Regions from separate parts of the Mus musculus genome. Here regions 1 and 3 are each linked to region 2. Evidence: chromatin contacts called from public HiCAR-type and HiChIP or PLAC-seq data. All regions are on one chromosome and are shown on one strand. Each heading gives the region's core, a stretch centred on a gene start, on an enhancer-like site or on the middle of the called end of the contact. The rest is flanking DNA. Distances are from core to core; before and after follow the strand shown. Region 1 has its middle 15 kb from the start of Tor1b. Region 2 holds the start of Dolpp1 (dolichyl pyrophosphate phosphatase 1). Region 3 has its middle 17 kb from the start of Ptges.

Region 1 (4,506 bases), core at 1,553-4,052, 550 kb after region 2:
GACTCCAGCTTGGGTCAAGTTAATTCTCACTAACCAGTGTGGTCATTGGTGTCCATTCCGAACTCTCTTCCTATACAGTGTCAAATGCCAAGCACACAAAGCAATAGTGACAGAGAACAGAGCACTGACTGACAGGGGGGGACTGTGAGGGGACAGATGGAGGAGGGACAGCATGACAGAAGGAGGCCACTAGAGAGTGGTCACAGCCATTGTCTTGTGTTAGAAATGATTCTGTTGAGGTGTGGCACTTCAACTAAGCTCAGTCCATTGTCTCAGTTGTATATCAACAAAGCAGTTAGACGGCTCGTCTACAACCAGCAAGCCTTAGAGGCACAGGTGTGGTGCAGACCCACCATCCCAGCGTTTGGGAGGTGGAGGCAGAAGGATCAGAAAACTAAGGTCACCCTCTGCTACACACTGGGTTCAAGGCTAGGGTACCTGAGATGTGTCAAACAAACCAACTGGAAAGATTCTATAGAAACAAACCTCAGCAGGGACTTGCATTTGCCACTAAAGTGACAGTTAGATCCCCAGAGCCCACAAGATAGAAAAGTCTTTTATTATAAAGGGGATATGTTAGAGCGCCTGCAGGCGGTTATCTGACTAGTCTGTAAAATGAATTATTATTATTATTATTATTCATTTATTTATTTGTTGGTTTTTCAAGACAGGGTTTCTCTGTGTAGTCCTGGCTGTCCTGGAACTCACTTTAGTAGACCAGGCTGGCCTCGAACTCAGAAATCTGCCTGCCTCTGCCTCCCGAGTGCTGGGATTAAAGGCGTGCGCCACCACGCCCAGCAAAATGAATTATTTTAACATAAATATAATTGTTGAATTAATCTGGTGGCTGTGTCATTATCCTAGCTGGTTCCCAATAACTACACAGAGAGAGCAAGATTCATTTTAAAGCCTCAGCTCAATACCTGGGCAGTCTAATAATTCATATTAATCCCTAAGCTAATCTGGGCACCTCTCAGCCACATTTCCATGGTCTTTTATTATTTTATTATAATAAAATTGTATTATGTTATTATTTTATTTCTATTGGTTTGGCTCTTTGGGATTCAGGTGTGTTTCCATGGACTTCCTCCAGAGCCCCTCCTCATGGCTTCAAAACCCAACCCATCCTCCCCGCCTCTCTTTCCCCTGGCTGGCGGAAGTCCCACCCACCCTATTCTCTCTCTGCCAAGTCACTGGGTGATCAGCATTTATTGACAAGACGGAGAATAAATGTTAAGAATTGTTTACACTCCTCCTTAGAATAGGGAACAAAATACCTATGGAAGGAGTTACAGAGACAAAGTTTGGAGCTAAGATGAAAGGATGGACCATCCAGAGATTACCCCACCTGGGGATCCATCCCATAATCAGCCACCAAACCCAGACACTATTGCACATGCCAGCAAGATTTTGCTGACAGGACCCTGGTATAGCTGTCTCCTGTGAGGCTATGCCAGTGCCTGGCAAATACAGAAGTGGATGCTCACAGTCAACTATTGGATGGAACACAGGGCCCCCAATGGAGGAGCTAGAGAAAGTACCCAAGGAGCTGAAGGGGTCTGCAACCCTATAGGTGGAACAATATGAACTAACCAGTACCCCCAGAGCTTGTGTCTCTAGCTGCATATGTAGCAGAAGATGGCCTAGTCGACCATCACTGGAAAGAGAGGCCCATTGGACTTGCAAACTTTATATGCCCCAGTACAGGGGAACGCCAGGGCCAAGAAGTGGGAGTGGGTGGGTAGGGGAGCAGGGCGGGGGGAGGGTATAGGGAACTTTCAGGATAGCGTTTGAAATGTAAATAAAGAAAATATCTAATAATAATAAAAAAAGAATTGTTTACACAAACTTGAGACAGTAGATTCTTGGTATAAGCAGCACAATGCTGTGCCGGGACTGAAACAGGATGTGAGGACAGACAATCAGCGTTTGCATAACACAAGAATAATCTTTACTCAGTGCACAACACTATGCCTACACTAGTCCAACAATGGCCGTTCACCAACACAACGTCCAAGAATCCATCAGTTGTTCAGTCCATGGGGGAAACGGAAACGGACGTGGCAGTGAGAGCGAGGGCAAACAGCAAAGAGCCAGTTTCCTGCTTCCATGTCCTTTGAATAGACTGCCAACAGAAGGTGTGGCCCAGATTTAAGGTGGTTCTCCCCACCTCAAACTATCCAATCAAGGAAAGTCCCTGACAGGTATACTCAGCAGCCTGGGTTTTAGTTAACTCCATATGTAGTCATGTTGACAAGCAAGAACAGCCATCACAAAAGGGAAAATGAACTCCCAAAAGCTGTCCTCTAACCTCCACACTTGCACTGTGACATACACGCACACCCATACATATACACAATAAAGTAAATAAATGTAATTTTTTGTTTGTTTGTCTGTAGCTCTGGTTGATCTGGAACTCATGATGTAGACCAGCCTGTTGTCGTCCTCATAGAGGTTCTCCTACTTCTGCATTCCAAGTGTTAGGATTAAAGGCATGTGCCACCACATTTGGCCAAATGTAATTAAAAGAAGAAAAAAAATGGGAGCTGGAAAGATGGCTGAGCAGTTCAGAGCGCTTGTTTGTCTGCCAAATGTTCTCCCCACTGTGTAAAGTTTACCCTTGCATTATCTCACATGCTGATCTCTCTATCCCACTACCTGGTTTCCACGTGGCTGTGGCTTCTTTATGTTATCCTTAGATGCTCCTGTCCCAAGTTTGCTTAAACATTGCTCCTCATTCATTCGTTCTCTGCCCTGCCAATAAAAGCCAAGGAGCCAATATAGAGCTTTAGAGAGAATAAGGTGGGACTCCCGTTTCTAGGAGGGGTGGAGAAAGGGACAGGAAGGAAGGAGGGGAGCCATGAGGACAGGTCCAGGAAGCCTCAGGAGAAGAGAGCAAAAAGGATGGGAAAACTGCAAGTAAGATGGGAATGTGGTCTGGGAGGAAGCCTGGCTGCCTGGGAGGTTTAGAATGGAGCAATCATTGCTCAGTTCAAGGCTATAGCCTCCCCCAGCCTTGAGCAGGCCGACTCAGACCTGTTCTGCAGCTGTGAATGAGACCATGGAGGGTGGAGTCTTCCGACCCAGGTCTATTGTTCTGCCACCTGTGTTCTTCTCCAAGATGCCCCACTGAGAGGCTGAACCTGTCTTCCTGAGATATTCCTGAGTTAAGCTGACAACCTGTTGATTGGACCTAGTGCTAACAGCTCTGGCAGACCAAGTGCTAACAACTTGGCAGCAAAGCATCAAGAAGCCTGGCGTGGCAGGGGATGGGCCTCCCTCCTTTATAAGCACAGACTCTTAGTAAACATTGGGCCTGGATCAGAAATTTTGTCTTGGTCTCGTTATTTCTCTCGCTGTTTCCTCCCATACAGCTCCAGCCTCCGGCTATACAAGGCAATTAAACTTAAAATGTTTAATTTTAAAAATAAATAAATAAATAAATAAATATACAGAGTGAGTTTCAGGACAGCCAGAGCTACACAGAGAAACTCTGTCTTGAAAAACCTAAATAAATAAATAAATAAATAAATAAATAAAATAATCATTCAATACTTGTTGCTTTTGTAGAGAACCTGGGTTCAGTTCCCAGCACCCACATGGCAGTTCACAACCACCTGTAACTTCAGTTCTAGGAGACCTGACTGTTAGGGTCTAGGTAAAATGTTGAGGCCTAGATAGCTGCTGCCTGCCTAGCCTGCCATTTTGTGCTGTTACCAATGGTATAAGCAAACCTTCCCATGTGCTGTTATTAGGAAGCTTTCTCATGTACTGTTACTAGGAGACTTTCTCATGCCTGAATGAATTGCAGATTCTGTGATGTGCTGGGCTTTGGTGATCTTGGGATCCAATCACGTAGAGGTCAGCTGGAACTGCTTTGTATAGTTAGCCGCAGTAAGCTTGGACCTGAACCGACCTCGCCTCAGCACTTCCTGCCCTGTGTGTGAGCTTTTATGGTTGTTCATAAGCTGCCCCTGGGATGGACCCAGCATAAGAGAGACACTTGCACCAATGTAAGAAGCCATTTGGAGAGAGACGTCCATTTGAGTAGGGGTCGAGGATAGTTTTAACTCCCGAGATGTCCCTTGGAACTGACATCCTGGTTGGCAAGTAAGACATGAATGTTAGGCCAGGCTAGTCCCCACCACAGCTGAATACCCCAACCAATGGGAGCAGGATAAGGGTACCACAAAGATATGCTCCTAAGGAAACCCCCTACCCCTAAATCCTGATTAGTGAAATAACTTGGCACAGATGTTTGTGGATTTCAGGCTTAAAAGCTCTGTAGGAGCCGGGCAGTGGCGCACACCTTTAATCCCAGCACTTGGGAAGCAGAGGAAGGCGGATCTCTGAGTTTGTGGCCAGCCTGGTCTACAAAGTGAGCTCCAGGGCAGCAGCCCAGTCTCAAAAAACCTAATTAATTAATTAATTAAGTAAGTAATTAAGTAAGTAAGTAAGTAAAAAAAAAGCTCTGTAGGATTCTGGCTCAGGGTCACAGTCAGCTCC
Region 2 (4,364 bases), core at 563-3,062:
TGTGTGTGGCGGACCATACCATTAGTCTCAGCACTTGGGAGGCAGTGGCAGGTGGATCTCAGTGAGTTTGAGATCTGCACAACATCTACATAATGAGTTCCAGGCCAGTCAAGTTTACACACTGAGACCCTGCCTCGGGGGGAAAAAGATTCCTTCATTATTTACTTACCCTCAGAGCTTTCTGTACCCTCAGCACCAGCTATTCCCTCAGAGACTCAGTGGCTCAGCCCCACCCACCTCCCCCACAAGAAGTCCAGCTTTTCTTCCTGCTGGAGACTCGCCCCAATAACTCCCACACATTTTCAGTTCTTCATCTTGTCACTTCCTTAGGGATGCTCTCTCTGTGTTTCTGGGACTCTGAAGAAGGGCAAGGCAGCCTGACCTTCCATGGGTGCCCTCTCTCTCAGAGAACTATTCTAGGAAGCTCATGACCACGTCTCACACCTCTTTCTTTCAAAGGCTAATAATGACTTTGCCTGAGAGAGAGAGCTAAGGGCAGGTGACTAGGAGGTGGGCCCAGCTGGATAAGTTCAGGCTGGGTAGGGAGACGGAAGACAAGCTGAACACCACTGGGGGATTCTGAGTCCCCAGCCTACTTAGAGTAACCTACAATTCTGGCTTCCACGGGCTGCCAGACTAAGCCACTGTAGCTAGTGACCTCAGAACATAGAATATGGAGGGCCAAGGCTCCAACCTAGACCTACTGGGTACCCCCAGGTCTAAGGCAGACCCGGAACCTGCTTTTATTTTTATTTTTTTACTGTACATGCTCTGGGCCTTAGTCAGAGGTCAGAGAACCGTTGCATACTGGCAGAGGCAGACAAGGAAATAATTACAGTCAAGTGTAGCCAGAGATGAGGTAGGCAAAGGAGGTGCAATTGTGGGAGACCACTGGAACTCCCCCACCCCCTTTCTGAGGTAGCCCAGACTGGCTTCCAACTCACAGAGATCCCCCTGCTTCTGTGGAGGCCCTTCTCTTAATTTTCAGAACCTGAAGCTATGAACTGACAAGTCAGCCTGGGCCAGGCAAATGGGGCAGGAGTGTGTGTGCCCATTCCTTGCAGAGAAATTTGAGGAATTGGAATCTGGCCTAGACAGTAAGTAGGTCTGTCTGGAGAGAGTTGGTTCAGAAAGGGGACGTGGGTGGGAGGTGTGGCTGTTTCTTCAAGAATGTTTCTTCAAGAATGGGGAAACAGAGAAGGGTAGATGGAACATCTGGATTATACTGAAAATGGTCCCAAGTGGCCTCACTACGCTACGGCGTAATTGAAACGTATAGCATCCCATCTAAGATATCTACAATATGTGCTACATCCCAGAAGTGAGGACCAATAATTTTTTTTTAACAGAAAAGTTCCTTTGCGGAACTGCACCTCTTGTCTGTCAGTAAAGGGCAATAAAAAACTGCACTAGGTCTTTGACTTCAGTTTACATTTATGGACAGGAAGCCAGAACCTGGAGGACGAGGCAGAATGATGCTGGGGCAAGCCTAGCCTTCATAGTGAGGAACACATTTTTGTTTTCCAAATGGGTCGGTTGAGACCCGGTGGTGCTGAGGCTGCTCCTCCACTGCGCTCTGGGTTCTCAGGAGCTTTAACTCTGGGCGCAGGTGCCAGCCTAACCAAAGCTCCCACCAAAGTACAACACGCCCCCCGAGATAGCGCCTGATTGGCTCGCCCTTCCCACACGCCGAGCTAAGCTTACCTTTTGATTGGCTGTTCTGCGCTCTGTCCTGCGCTGCGAGTGCTCCATTCTCTTGATTGGTTAGTCAACTACCTGAACTCGCACGGGATTGGACACTGGCAAAGCTGCGCGAGTCCCCGCTCTCTGATTCGCCGCACGGGCCAGCCTCACGACCTGCACACTGAATGGCTGCGCCACTACCTGCAATCGGCCTCGGATTGGGTGCGTGGCGTCTCCCCGGCGTGATAGGTCAGGACCACCGCCCCCCTTGCTCCCCATTGGCTGCTCTGCGAAGCCCGGTCTCCGGGTAAGATGGCAGCGGACGGACAGTGCTCGCTCCCCGCTTCATGGCGGCCAGTGACCCTCACCCACGTCGAATACCCTGCAGGTAAGAGCCTGCCCCGGCTCCGAGGACGTTCTCCTCGAGCTGCCGCCACAGCCCCGGGCGTTCCGGGCCGCGCGGACCGCCTTCGGGGCGCCTTGGAACCGCGGTGGGAACTGTCAAACAGCGAGCCTTGGAGGGGCTCGGCCGGCGCGCGCGCCGCGCAGGCGCAGTGAGGCGGCGATGAGCAGGGAGAAATTGCGAGCGGCTCGCTCGTGTGCTCTGCGGCTGCGCGGCCGAGTCGCTCTCCGGGGTCCCGGGGTGCTGGTGGGCTGTCCTGGGCCGGGGGAGGGTCTGGATAGGGCGGGCGAGGATCTGGGCCTGGACTTTGTCCCTTGTGCCCCGCCCTCCCCCGAGCCAGAGAGGCCGCACTCCTGCTCGGCTGTGCAGGGAGTGACAGTTTCCTTCACTACGCTGCGGGCTGCTCACTGGAGAAAGCTCCCAGTTGCAGGGAGTGTGCAAACCCAGGCCAGGTTTGGGAGAATTTGCGGCGCCACGCCCTGAGCAGCGCGGCAGAGGCCAGCCGCCAAGGGGGCATGCAGCCCCTGGGAGCCTGACTTGTAAGAGCTTCCATCTGACACGCCTCTGGGAGTGCCCGCCTCTCTGGTGGGAAGGTCCATTAGCCATGGTTCTGAAGTTCCGGCTCGGCTCCATAGAGTGGAGCGGAGCGGAGCTTAGGCCTTGGGGTGAGACGTTTCCGGGCTCCAGGGTAGGCACCACCCCTCCAGTCACTTCATCTTAAGTGGCTCCAAGTACAGTGTCTCCTTTCTGTAATGGTGTGTGACTCAAATGACCACAGGCCTAAGAGGTGCTGGGCACAGAGCCTGGCCCACAGTGGACACCCAGTAAATACCTGTAGTTTATCTCTCTAGCTTGCCAGCACCCTCCCTGGATAAATGTTTGTTGCTGAGCAGCCGGGGCCCCCTTGCTGGCCTCTGGTTGTCCAGGAAGGGCCTGTCCTCTTGGGTAGAGGGCCTGAGAACTTGGGTCTGCTGAGAACACAGGGCCACAGGCCAGGAGAACTTTGCCTCTGGGTGTTCTGGGTTATACTTAAGGTGTGGCAGTCCAGGGATGGGCCCTATCAAAGTGCCTGTTCATTACCCAACCACCCATCCATCCATTCATTCTGCATTCCCTTAGCATAGCATCTCCCGGGTGCAAGGCCCTGGGCCAGCTCGGGGTTTGGAATGATGAAGTCCCTGCACTCTTGTTCTATGGAAAGTCTCTGCCCCTGAGGAGGGAAAACAGGCCTGGTGAAGGGGAGAGACCTGACTGGGGTCTCCACAGCTTCCCGACTCTCCGTCCTTGGCGTCAGAGTAGCTTCTTGGAGGGCTCATGGCCTTTCAGGTGAGAAGAGCCTGCAGCTGTGAACACCATAACACATACAAGGCTGTGTGTGCTGTGGGGGCTGGTTGAGCCCGAGGATATCTGGCAAGGTACCCCTGCACTTGATGTCGCTCACTACACTGAACATGCTTCCTTCATGCCTGAGTCCTGTGGCGTGTCCTACATTGCTACACTCAAGACAGTAGGTTATGGAGACCTTGTCACTACCCTAAAGTACAGAGGGCAAAGAGAGGCCCCACACAGCTACTTACACTAGCCAGTGGGTCACCATGTCCCAGTCACACATCTCAGCAGGCTCTCACCCTTGTGATTGTGGCTGTGCTGCCTCTTAGCTTTTGTTTTTTGAGTTCACCTAGGCAGCATCCTAGGTGGGGGAAGCCACGTGTGTATGTATGGGTCCAGAAGTAGGACAGCACAGTGTGTTCAGGGAGCTGCAGTAATGTCCCTGCAACTGGAGCAGAGGGTGGGAGGGAAGTGGGCCAGGTCTGCACAGACTCTAGTAAGCAGGCCTAAGGAAGCATATCCCAAGGGCAGGGGAGGTGTGGGGCATAGAGAGAGCTGTGGTTAGAAGCCCTGGCCTCAGGAAAGCCTGAGGGTCTTATCTGCTGTAAGACAACCTGAGGAATTGGTCAGAGGTTTAGGGACCCTAGCTGCTGTTCCCTGTTCCCATAGCCCAGCAGTTATCAGTTGAACTGTGACAGAGTCCGGATCTCAGGGATGGGAAGGCATGGATTCAGAGAAGGGCACTCATGCAAAGTTACTTAGAAGGATGTGTGTGTGTGTGTGTGTGTGTGTGTGTGTGTGTGTGTGTGTGTGTGAGAATCAACATTTGAACCTAGGTTTCTGGCCAACTCTTAAGTCAGTCTTTCCTGATAAGGCCAGATAAAGTATATATGAATCTGTCCCTTAAGGCTTGGAATCTGCTCTCTACCCTCAGTTGGGTGTATGCCTG
Region 3 (4,111 bases), core at 1,226-3,725, 530 kb after region 2:
CTGACTCAGGCCGGCTGCTGCTCCCAGGACTTGGATCCCATCCCTGGTGCACAGGGCCTTAGGGTAGGAGGAAACATTTCCTAGAGCTAACTGACTGAGAAACCACTTGGAGAAACCACTGCCAAGATATTTCCGGGCAATCTGGTGTTTTCCACAGGTAGAGTCTTCAGAGTCAGGGATCCACTGGGCTGCTCACACCAACCCATAAACGCTGCTTCCCCAGAGGTCATAGTGCAGAAGGGTCATTTGGGTGTTTGATACTCTGTCTGGCCACTTCAAGGACCTTGTGGGGACACTTCACATTCTTCAGGGGTTTGGCCAGTGATGGTTGTGCTTTCAAAGCTGGACTGATAAGAGTCCCTCCCAGCCCTCTGACTCAGACAGCGGCCTCCTAGAACCCTAACCACTCTTTGTTCTCTCCAAACAGCATTGCCTCCTTTCCCTCCAGGAGGTGTCAAGACACAATGCTTCCCGCCTGCTTCTGCGCCTGCTTCTGCTTCATGCCTGCCTCTTTTGAGTGTGCCAGCCAAGTGTCTGCTTCCTCCTTCCCTCTTGAAGTCAAGTTCACCTCTGCTCTGTGCTCCCTGAAGGCCTGTCTCGGCCTCAGCCTATTCACCAGCCCCATGCCAGGGAGTCTGGAGCCCTCGGTGCTCTGCAGAAAAGCATGTGCTTCGTCTTCAGCATCGTATTAGCGGGTTCAAGGTACCAGTCAGGGCACAAGCATCTGGGTGGGGGATGGAAGCATCGCCACCTCCAGCCAGAGGTCAAGAAATTCACTCCAAAGGAGGGGCGCTGCTGGAATCAGCTAATACATCTTTCCTTGCATAGCTTTCCAAAATCCCTGTTCCTTCCGAGAGCCAAGCCTGATCAGATCTTCTGATCTGATCCTTTCCTTAGAACTCTGTAGGAAAACCCCTCCCCTCCCTCACTGCCCTGCAGAGCTGGACCAGACCTCCAGACCAAACAGCTGCCCTCGAGGATTCTCCAGCCCGCATACCAGATCTATCCAGTGTGTGCAAGTCCCCCAGTGAGGGCCATGCCCCACATTCCAGCAACCCAGCTCAGGAAATCTCTTTCCAGGAGACTATCACTGCCGAGGGCACAGGAAGAACGGAAGCTCCAAGCAGGTCTGGCCATGTCCTTTCTGCAACTGGAAGCAAACTGGAAAATGCAGGGCTCTTTATTCAAAGGTTAAGAATGTTAAAGGGGTTGGGTGTAGTTCAGTGGCTGAGCGTGTTCAGGGCGTGTTCTAAGCCCTGTGCTCTGGCCCCAGTGCTGTGTGAGTGTGTGTGTGTGTGTGTGTGTGTGTGTGTGTGCGTGTGTGTGTTGCAAGGCAGAGACAGTAAAGCCAGGCATGGTGGCACATAGCTATAATCTCAGCACTTGAGACAGAGCCAGGGGCATCAGTAGTTTATCCTTTGCCACACAAAGAGCCAAGGACACCTTAAGCTACTTGAAGCCCCGGCTCAAATAAAAAGCAGACAAGTTATGTCAACCTTTATGTGATAAAGGTCGGTAGTCCAGCTCTAGAGATGAAGGTGGGTGGATTTCTGTGAGTTCAAGGACAACCTGGTCTACAGAGTAAGTTTTAAGCCACACAGGGCTACATAGTAAAACCCTGTTTGTATTATTTATTTATTTTTGATTTTTTTTTTTTTTTTTTTTGAGGCAGGTCTAACTATATATATCCTGGCTGTTTTAGATCATTCTGGCTGGCCTGGAATTCAGAGATCCCCCTGCCTGTGCCTCAAGGGTACTAGGATGGAAGGCGTGCACCACCAACACCCAGCCAGCTAGAGAATGTGTTTTCAAATGTCGTTTGACAAAAAAAAAAAAAAAAAAAAAAAAAAGAAAGAAAGAAAGAAAGAAAGAAAGAAAAGAAAAGAAACTAAAAGAAAGGAAAAAAAGTGGAGAAGAAAGACGGGTGGGGCTGACAAAGCATCAGGGTAAGAACTTGGACCGATCTCAGTTAACAGCGTGCATGTGGGGTGTCTACACCTATAACTCCAACTCCGAGGAGTCAACACCCCCTTTTCACTACTGTGGGTACCACACGCATGTGGTATATATGCACAAACACAAATACCCAAAATAATACTTTAAAGCATTCTGTTCTTTAAAAATGACAACAAAAACATGAAGCCCAACAGGAAACAAAGGTTGATTGGTGAAACGCTCGCTTTGCATACAAGAAGCACTGGGTCTGTGCCCAGGAAAGTCTAGACCCTGTGTGGCGGTTCACACTTGTAATCTCACAGTTCAAGAGATGGTGATAGAATGCTTGGAAGCTCAAGACTGGACACATATCCGGTTCCTAGCAAGCCTGGACTATGTGAGACCCTGTCTCAAAAAAAAAAAAATAGCCAAATAAACAGTGGATGAGCATTAAAAACACAAAGGCCGTTCTAAGCATGGCTGGCTGGGTGTGCCCACGAAGCTGTTCCTGAACCTGAATGAGTCAACCCAGGCTGTAACCAAAGCCAACCCTAGGCTGACATCACCACCTCACCTCCCTCTGTCTAATCTTCACCATCGGGATTCGCCGGCAGTGTTTTATCTTGAAAGATACCATGAGTCATAACAGAGTCAGGAGCCAAGCTTCCTGCGGATTTTTTTTTATGGCACTTATATAATGCTTACCACGTGCCAGGCATAACTTATCTAATCTTCATATTATGTAGACCTCTGTACATCTATTATTACTATTGCATGTCCATGAATGAATTCCCTGCATGTATGTATGTATGTATCCAGTGTGCATAATGACCTCTGAAATCAGAAGAGGGTGTTGGATCCCCTGGAACTGGAGTTATAGACAGTTGCAAGCTGCCATGTGGATGCTGGGAATCGAACTTGGTTCTGATTAAGAGCTAGTACTTTTAACTGTTGAGCCAACTCTCTAGTACCACCACTATTGCTTTTGAGACAGGGTCTTACTACATAGTCCTGGCTGACCTGGAATTTGCTATGTAGATCAGGCTGTCCTTGGACTCACAGAGCCTCTGCCTCCCGAGTGCTGGGATAAAAGGCATGCCACTGCTCAGAGAGGTAGATTTTATTATTTCTGTTTTCTGGATCAGAAAACAGGAGTGCAGGAATTGGAGATGGGACTCAGCTGGTGTAGTGATTGGCTGGCATGCACTAAGCCCTGGGTTCCATGACCAGTTTAATAAACTAGGTATGCTGATATATAGGTATGCAACCCACAGCTGTACAGTGAGTTCAAGGCCCACCTGAGTACATGAGCCCTGGATGGGCTGGGAAGAGTGATTGAGTGTTGAGAGTGTGCACTGCCCTTGCTGAGGACAGAAGTCAGTCCCCAGCCTCTATATTGGTTAGCTCGGGGAGGTCCATGCCCTCTCCTGCCTCCAAAGATACTGCACTAACATGTCCATCCCCTCCCCCCGACACACACAGGCACACACAAACACACTTTTAATGAGTTTTATTCTGCCGGGTTGTGGTGGCTCATGCCTTTAATCCCAGCACTTGGGAGGCAGAGGCAGGCAGATTTCTGAGTTCGAGGCCAGCCTGGTCTGCAAAGTGAGTTCCAAGACAGTCAGGGCTACACAGAGAAATCCTGTCTCGAAAAAAACAAACAAACAAAAAAGAGTTTTATTCTATGTGTATGGGTGTTTTGCCAACATGTATGTTACTGTACAGATGTGTGCTGTGTCCACATAGGCCAAAAGAGGTCATCAGATTCCCTTGGAACCAGAGTTACAGAAAGCTGTGAGCCACATCTGGATGTTGGGAACCAAACCAGGGTCCTCTGAAAGAGCAGTCAGAGAGTTTGAACATAAGCCGCCTTTCCAGGCCCGTGTGCGTGCGTGTGTGTGTGGGTATGTGTGTATGTGTGTGAGCCCACAGGACATGTGTGTGTGTGTGTGTGTGTGTGTGTGTGTGTGTGGTGTCAGGTGCATAATGAGACTTATTTGTGTGTGTTGTGTGTGTTCCTGTGTATAGGAGCAGGTGTGCGCATGCCAGAGTGCCTGTGGAAATCAGGGTACAGCCTCAGTTGTCAGCCCTTGCCTTGCCAGGTAGAAACCTGGTTGGAGGCACCAAAACCTCCAGGCTAGCAGGCCCTCGAGCTTTGGCAAATTCTCCTGTC

Evidence for each region. HiCAR-type assays count read pairs that join an accessible place to other places. HiChIP or PLAC-seq counts read pairs in DNA pulled down with a chosen protein or histone mark.
Region 1: a HiCAR-type map of embryonic stem cells shows a contact between it and region 2, with 4 times the contacts expected there. The contact joins the enhancer-like site here to the promoter of Dolpp1 in region 2. A contact is called at or near these places in 10 of 39 promoter capture datasets (3T3-L1-derived adipocytes, the C10 cell line, HPC-7-derived erythroid cells and 7 more), 1 of 484 Hi-C or Micro-C datasets (B cells) and 13 of 115 datasets of contacts at active chromatin or transcription factors (bone marrow-derived dendritic cells, bone marrow-derived macrophages, craniofacial prominence and 10 more).
Region 3: a contact with region 2 is called in an HNF4G HiChIP or PLAC-seq map of pancreatic cancer cells. The contact joins the enhancer-like site here to the promoter of Dolpp1 in region 2. A contact is called at or near these places in 5 of 39 promoter capture datasets (cranial neural crest, liver, maxillary cranial neural crest and 2 more), 1 of 484 Hi-C or Micro-C datasets (B cells), 8 of 115 datasets of contacts at active chromatin or transcription factors (bone marrow-derived dendritic cells, bone marrow-derived macrophages, embryonic basal ganglia and 5 more) and 3 of 9 other capture datasets (adipose tissue, embryonic stem cells and liver).

What each region holds. Positions count from the first base shown.
Region 1 is chr2:30,935,854-30,940,359 of GRCm38.p6, forward strand. No RefSeq gene overlaps it. Among named protein-coding and RNA genes, the nearest start is that of Tor1b, 15 kb to the right of the region's middle. Within about 2 kb of position 2,803, at least 15 of the 459 cell types and tissues checked have an H3K27ac peak or open chromatin away from gene starts, as enhancers often do. A contact at or near this core is called in embryonic stem cells and epiblast stem cells, where this site is marked.
Region 2 is chr2:30,390,442-30,394,805 of GRCm38.p6, forward strand. Dolpp1 (dolichyl pyrophosphate phosphatase 1) reads left to right here and starts at 1,813. Exons shown (of 8, transcript NM_020329.4): 1 at 1,813-2,071. The coding sequence starts at 1,996.
Region 3 is chr2:30,917,851-30,921,961 of GRCm38.p6, forward strand. It overlaps a transcript of Ptges not described here. Among named protein-coding and RNA genes, the nearest start is that of Ptges, 17 kb to the left of the region's middle. Within about 2 kb of position 2,476, at least 71 of the 459 cell types and tissues checked have an H3K27ac peak or open chromatin away from gene starts, as enhancers often do. A contact at or near this core is called in adipose tissue and pancreatic cancer cells, where this site is marked.